2 separate regions of the Salvelinus alpinus genome follow, and region 2 is linked to region 1. The links are chromatin contacts, called in public Hi-C maps. All regions are on one chromosome and are shown on one strand. Each heading gives the region's core, a stretch centred on a gene start, on an enhancer-like site or on the middle of the called end of the contact. The rest is flanking DNA. Distances are from core to core; before and after follow the strand shown.

Region 1 (3,815 bases), core at 387-2,886:
TTGGGTTTACATGTTGGGTTGATATTTACTGGATGAAAGGAAAAGTCCACAGTCCCTGAAATATTCTTTAACTTTTAATCTTATTTTTTGGCAGCTGAAGACAGAACAAAACTTAACAAATATTTCAGTGAGTGTTTTTTTCCCTCCCTTTCTTCCATTATTTATTTACAAGTTAAACAGGCTATTGTTTACCCTCTTAATACAGTAAACATCAGAGATGGGACCAAGTCACTATTATTCGAGTCACAAACAAGTCTCAAGTCGAGTCCCAAGTAGAACGGGTCAAGACTGGAGTAAAGTCCAAGTCGTGCATTCTAAGATCAAGTCAAGTCGAGTCACACGTTTTTAAGTCAAGTTTCAAGTCAAGCAAAACAACATATCTATACATGCAACGACTTGTTCAACTACAAATCTTTGTCTATTTATTGAGGATACCAGACAGCTCTTTTGGTTATTTTGTCTACAACATATTTTTATTAGCCTATGTAATTGGGGCGGCAGGAAGCCTAGTGGTTAGAGCGTTGGTCCAGTAACCGAAAGGTTGCTAGATTGAATCACCGAGCTGACAAGGTTAACATCTGTCATTCTGCCCCTGAACACTGTTCCTAGGCTGTCATTGTAAATAAGAATTTGTTCTTAACTGGCTTGCCTAGTTAAATAAAGGTAAAATAGGAAGTCAGCATCAAATCAGCTGAAGGCAAGGCAGGTTGACGTCCTTCGAATGTAGATGTATTTACAGCTCTTGGTGATCCAATATCGTACAAAATATACAAGTACATTTACCAAATAAATATGCGCAAAATCTCAAAAGAAATAGCCTCCTGTCCTACCTGAGAAATCGAATCTGTCTAAGAGGAGCTCAAACACCAAATAAGCACTTGGCTCCCAGGACCATACCAATTGTCAATTATAACCAATAAACTGGTTCTACAATGTAAAATGCTATTTCCACATCCATTGGTACATTCGTCTTAATCAGACTGCATGATTATTAATGATATGTCAACGCCACGCATTCATGCAACAATCATTCAACGTTATTCTGACTCCAAAGCTGGTTCTGTGCGCCCGCGAGCGCTCCTATTACGCACAGCAAAAAAAATGAGAGACATGGCTATAAAATGAAACTGTATTGTAGGCCTATACAACTTCAAACAGAAATGTCTACGTGTTACAATAAACGGTACGGGAATGGAATGACGAAACTCTAGCAATTACTGTGGTATTAGATGGAATATAGATTTACCACATATGCATTTAAACGTCTGAAGCAACTGCAAACATTTCAACAAGAGGAAAAAAAAGCACTCTCCACTGGCGGGAGTTTAGAGAGCGGAATTAAAGAGCCGCCTATGGTGCGACTTCGTCACAGTAATATTTGATTTTTTTAACAACAAATTCCAAATGCAAGCTTAATAAGTAAATTATCAATGTCAAGCAATTATTTCACATCAAAAGACCAGTAGGCCTATACTAGTAATTGTTGCCCCATTGCCGGTGAGCTTGCAAATCACCAACATTTTTGGGAGCTGCATATTTGGTTGTTTTTATTTTGAAACTGCTTTCATAGGCTGCTGTAGATTGTAACATGTTTACCTCAATACGGGCTGGTTGTATGGAAATTAAACAGCAGAGGTCGCTGTGTTAAAAAGAAACGCTCCGCTACATCAACTAGACTACTCTCGCGAGTCGCGATAGTTCCGTTCCACTATCCGGTGGCGGAGACATCCAGGGGAGATGGCGGCCAGAGGTAGTTTTCAATCGGCTCCAACGGGAGGTGGTGGCGGGGGAATGGGACCCGGACCCCAGGTGCAAGGTGGAGGACCAGGCATGGGACCTGGAACTCCTGGTGGAAGGATGGGACTCTCATCGGGCGCACAGAACCACCTTTACCGATCTCCGATGCCTGGGCCTGGATACCCGGTGAGCCACGATTCAACGGCTAACGTTAGCTAGAACAAAGCCGTTTTCAAAGCGGTAGTTAGCCTATACTGTACTAATGATATGTAGTTAACGACGGGGTACGGTGACGTTACTCGTAAAGGCCCCTGATTACCATCCTTGATTTATTGTTTTGTGGCTATTCACAATGTTATGTTTATGCACAACTAGGTAGTTAGCTACTGTAGCTAACTACACTTTGTAGATGACCACCACCTACCGCGCTAGCTATGAGCTAAGTCTGTCCCCAAGTGGCGGTTAAAACTAATACGTTAGCTAAACTAGCTCGTTAACTGTCTAACTAACTAGCCCATTTGCTAGTAGTTTGGCGTGTGTTAGCCAAAAGCTATCTGGGTAGCTAACTAAGTAAAATTTGATTTGATTTGTCTGGTTTTAAATCCGCGGTTGCCAGAAGATACAGAACCTACCGTTACTTCCGTTTACACAAAGTTGCACTGGGGTCAGGACGCAATCATGGTTACATTAGGAATGTGTTAGTAAACTCACCCTGGCTATCTACTCTGATTTCAGGGCACTCTTGTCTGAGTGTGCCAGATCACAGAATAACTGATGAATAACCCTACCTACATGTACATATTACCTAAATTACCTTGTCTAACCTGTACCCCAGCACATTGACTCAGTACCGGTACCCCAATAATGATTTTGTAAATATATATATATATATATAGTCGTTATTGTATTGTTACTTTTTTTTAAATATTCATTTATTTAGTAAATATTTTCTTAACTTATTTTTCTTAACTGCGTTGTTGGTTATTAAGGGCTTGTAAGTAGGCATTTCACAGTAAAGTCTACCTGTTGTATTCAGCGCATTTGACAAATAAAATTAGATTTTTTATTTGAATTCAAAAACCTGTTGAATTTGATGATGTCAGCAGAAAAACAATTAAAATGGTTGCCAGCAACACAGTCACTAACTAGATAACATGAAAACAGCCTAACCAGCTCTTGTAGGGCAAGTAAAATGGTCAGTGAGGTGTTCCTTCAATTGTGTCTGGAAGTAACTAGCAAGCTAGCCAACTTTAGCCAGTTAAGCATTGAGGGAAGTTTTTGAACCCATATCTTAAGCCGCTCACCACTGTGTCTTAATGTAACCCTGTTTGCGTTCTGACCCCAGTGCAGCTCAGTGTAAACAAGCGTAACTGTAGGGTCTGTATATTCTGGCAACATCTGCAGATGATTGAATGAAAGGTGGTGTGTGCATCTCTACCACAGATGAGATGTATAAATGTGAAGCATCCACTTGGCGTTTCCACTCACTACCAAATATGGTAGTGAGAGGAAGGCCGCTGTCCAGCAGTAGAAGAAGATGGAACGAGATGGATTTTGGCCGACATTCTGCTAATTTTCCCATCGATGAAACATTTGATCACAATACAGTTTTCTATTCCCAAAACTAAAATCTGTTATGATCAGAGTGGACTATGTTTAGTAAACTTTACCCTTTGCAAAAGTTTTTTTTAAATCGCGTTGTTTAGGAGTGCAAAGGCTTATTGAGTTGTATATAGCACACTTCACATAGGAGGCGTTCCATAACGGAACTATGTAGATGTATGCTAGAACGTGCCAATAGGATCTCGCTAGCTCGTGCTTGGCTCTGCCCACCTCCTTGCTTGCTCTGCCCACTATGACTCATTTGTTCCCATTGGAAACGGCAGGCTGTGGTCTATCTGGGTTTAGTTTAAATCTTTGTCTCTACTGTAGTCATCAGGTGTTCCCAAACTTTTTTTACTCAGGCCCTCCTTCCAGCATTGGGGAACATATTTTCTCTAAATATGCGTTGTTGTACAGTTTAAAAGTAAAATACACAGCATTTCAAACAGTCAGCAATAATCTATGAATTCAGGGTT
Region 2 (3,815 bases), core at 556-3,055, 160 kb after region 1:
AGCTGAATTTATAGAAACTGGTGCTGAAGATGCAGATGGTCAAGCTTGGGAAAAGTTACATTGAACTTACCACAATACTAGTCATATTAGTACTGTATGTATGTCTAGTGTAGCTACTGATCTAATACTGATGTGTTTCTTGACAGAATCTCAATATAGATTGAGTGAAAATACTGCAGTAGTTACAATAGTTTATTTCAAAACTTTCTTGACAAGAACACATTCAAAAAAGGTCATTACATGTTTTTCCTCTTTCTACAATGGACTCAAACGGGACAAAATAAAGGGGGGGGGGGGTAGCAGGGGTTGGATTTGACAGGGGGCTGCGATTCAGCAACAAATGAGTACATGGTTTTCAAATGTATAATCACTTCTTTCCAGACTTCTTGATTCCTCCACCAGCTGAAAAGGAAAATCAAGAGAATGAGAAAACCATGAAAAATATGCTTAACTTTCTCTAGAAAACTCAAGTAGACAGAGGGACTACTAAAACAGCTGTGGCAAGCAGAGTACATTGAATGACAAGGCAAGAAAACCCAGAAAGACAACACTGCCACCTAGTGACATCAGAATCACTAGACATATTCTCCTCAGCTCAGTGTTGACTTGCAATGCTTTTTTTTCTCTTTGGGCTAATGGGCGTTATCCGCTGCAGTATAAAACAGTTACAAACATTGGCAAGGGAAAATAATACTCTGCATTTGTGGAGTCAATGGGTTGTTGGGTAGATTTGGGTCGAATTGAAAGTCCACCTTTTGATTACTTTGGGCTGTTCAGTAAATCATAGGAATCCTGATTAGATTCTGATCGTCAACAAAAACAAATAAATGATTGTTACTTAATGGTCCCTTTCCTGCTGCTTTCGTCTTCAATGCATCCAAGGCTTTCTGGTCTTCTTTCTGCTTCTGTTTGAAGGCCATTTCATCCTGGATTTGACATAAAGCAAATGTGATCAGGATTACAATGGAAATACACTAAGCTACATTTGAACTCCAACATTTAGAAAAACACTGAGTGTTCCCTCATTAGAAGTTTATATTACATGATACAGGCTACATATAACATCGTGCAAACAATGACAAACTCACATCATCCATCTCCTTAGTCGCTTTTTTGGCAGATTTTAAGGGCTTCTTTTTACCACCTATAAGACAAGAACATATCCCATTCAATCAATATATCGTGAATGAACGAATACCGCATAAGCGCGTCACACACAGAAGAAGCCTTCAGAAGGTAGGAAGCTAGCTAGCTAAACTGATCATGACATGCGGGACAGTTTCACACATTACACAGCTAACCATCTAGAATAACTTTGATATATGTATTACCTAGGAGCAGTTAGTAAGATGGTTTGAGCAATCAGCAATGTATGGGCATATATGGTACATACAAATGCATTCACAGTAAAAATAATAATTTTTAAAAAATCTGCTTTCTAGCCTACATTAGTAGCAAGGCTTGCCAGCTATTCCAGCTAGCTAGATACATACATTACATTGCATGGGTTGCTAGCGAGCTAGACTGGACAGTCGTAGCTAACCAACTTTCTATATAATAGCATCATTATTACTTTTCACCTTAAAATAAATATCGAGGTGTATGTCAAATATGTAAATGTGAATCTCACCTTCTCTTCCGGACATATTTGCGAGTGTTTCAATAAAATCTAAATAAAACAACTGAGCTAGCTTGTTCGCAGTTGCTTTCTAACAGAGAGGAAGAGGCTAAGCGAGAAATTCTACTCCGCCAAAAATCTGTCCAGGAAAATAAGCTTCTTCTTCTTCTGGTTTATTGACGAACTACACGTAAAAGGTGTTTTATCGCCACCAACTGGACGGGGGTGAAAAACTTCACTAAAGAAAAGTAATTCCATTATCGGGAAAATATAATGAACAAAAATCCACACAAACAACGAAAAAACAATATACAGTACCAGTCAAAGGTTTGATCATACCTACTCATTCCAGGGTTTTCTTTGTTTTTACTATTTTCTACATTGTAGAATAATAGTGAAGACATCAAAACTATGAAATAACACATATGGAATCATGTAACCAAAAAAGTGTCATACAAATCTAAATATATTTTATATTTGAGATTCTTCAAAGTAGCCACCCTTTGCCTTGATGACGTGACACTCTTGGCATTCTCTCAACCAGCTTCACCTGGAATGCTTTTCCAACAGTCTTGAAGGAGTAGCTGTGTTGCATCAACCCTTTTCTTTCTTTCTTTATTTTATTTCATCAGGTAGGCTAGTTGAGAACAAGTTCTCATTTACAACTGCGACCTGGCCAGAGCGTCCAGTGTGCACTCTGAACGCTCCAAGAGCGAAGCGCTCTGAATTTACAAACTGACAATGCTCTGAATTTATGAACCCCAGAGCACACTCTGGCACTCCAGATTGAATTTACCAACATGCTCTTTATTTCAGCATTATGACTGTTACTATAGAGAACAATTTTTTTATTTTTTATTTAACTAGGCAAGTCAGTTAATAACAAATTCTTATTTACAATGACTGCCTACCCCAGCCAATTGTGTGCCCACCTATGGAACTCCCAATCACAGCCAGATGTGATACAGCCTGGATTCGAAACAGGGACTGTAGTGACATCTCTTGCACTGAGATGCAGTGTCTTAGACCACTGCGCCACTCATCATGGATATAACCTGTTATAGCGTGGACATTGCCAATGAGGGCTTCCACCATTTTAAAGGAGTTAACTGGGTGGGGATTCCTGAGTTGGGAGCAATCTGCCAATGAAGAAAAATAAAATGGACTGCTTTAAAATGGAGATATCCTCAATGACGCTGCCCATGCTGTCATAGACACTATAATGGCACAGATACAAGGATGAGTCCTAGCTATATCTATCTCTTTGGCCTGTTGTTCGCATGCTTGTTTACTCTCTCATTGACTAGAATGGTCCCACCTGATCTGGTCTCTTCCTGCATGCTTTACATCAGAGAGGAAGAGGCCCAACTCGATGGAAAATCTGTCTCCCTCCAGCAGGTGGCTATTTTCGCTTGTTTCGCTCACCAAGCATGGGGTTTTCAAACGGAGGTCGATGAGAGAGTGACGAATTTGGTCAACGAAAAACTGAATGGCTTATTTGCTATGTGAGATTTATTTGATCGAATAGAAGTTTCATAATGCTTAAGTTGTTATGACTGTACTGATATAAGTAGGACACGTAACATTCCGGAAACTTTGAGAAAAAACACTTTATATTGGAGTTGTCTCGAGATTGCTATTCATAAAATAGGGCTCCCAAGTAGCGCAGCAGTCTAAGGCACTGCAGCTCAGTGCTACAGACACACTGGTTCGATTCCAAGCTGTATCACAACCGGCTGTGATTGGGACTCCCATAGGGCGGCGCATAATTATCCCAGCGTTGTCTGAGTTTGGCTGGTGTAGGCTGTCATTGTAAATTAGAATTTGTTATTAACTGACTTGCCTAGTTAAATAAAAATATAGTGTCTCTCTTCATCGAATACAGGCTGTTGACGTCAACAACCCTCATCAAATATTAAAAAAAATATGACAAAAATGAGATGTTTCCACTAATCCAAAGAAAGGATAGGCGGGAGCTAGACAGACGTTTTGTGGACAACGACTACCACTGTTAGGGCAGAGACGTGTATCTTGTCAGTATATCCATCATCTTTGCTTACATATTTGAGAACGCGTATTTTCATTGTTAGAGCGGTCACTTGACTATCTTGGCAACATATTGGACAATCTTTGTTTCTAATCCGCGCTGTTAGGACCTTACTTCCACTCTAAACCGGATGCAGAATATTTGTGATGT

What was found. Hi-C and Micro-C count contacts between places; a contact is called where the count stands out from the background.
Region 2: a Hi-C map of muscle shows a contact between it and region 1, with 3 times the contacts expected there. The contact joins the promoter of tma7 here to the promoter of LOC139536335 in region 1. A contact is called at or near these places in 2 of 3 Hi-C or Micro-C datasets (muscle and red muscle).

What each region holds. Positions count from the first base shown.
Region 1 is chr12:52,393,846-52,397,660 of SLU_Salpinus.1, forward strand. LOC139536335 (SWI/SNF-related matrix-associated actin-dependent regulator of chromatin subfamily D member 1-like) reads left to right here and starts at 1,637. Exons shown (of 12, transcript XM_071336791.1): 1 at 1,637-1,923. The coding sequence starts at 1,738.
Region 2 is chr12:52,557,830-52,561,644 of SLU_Salpinus.1, forward strand. It overlaps tma7 (translation machinery associated 7 homolog), which reads right to left and starts at 1,806. Exons shown (of 4, transcript XM_071336801.1): 1 at 1,631-1,806; 2 at 1,089-1,144; 3 at 839-926; 4 at 1-402. The coding sequence starts at 1,646. The coding sequence ends at 368. It overlaps ccdc51 (coiled-coil domain containing 51), which reads left to right and starts at 3,685. Exons shown (of 4, transcript XM_071336799.1): 1 at 3,685-3,815.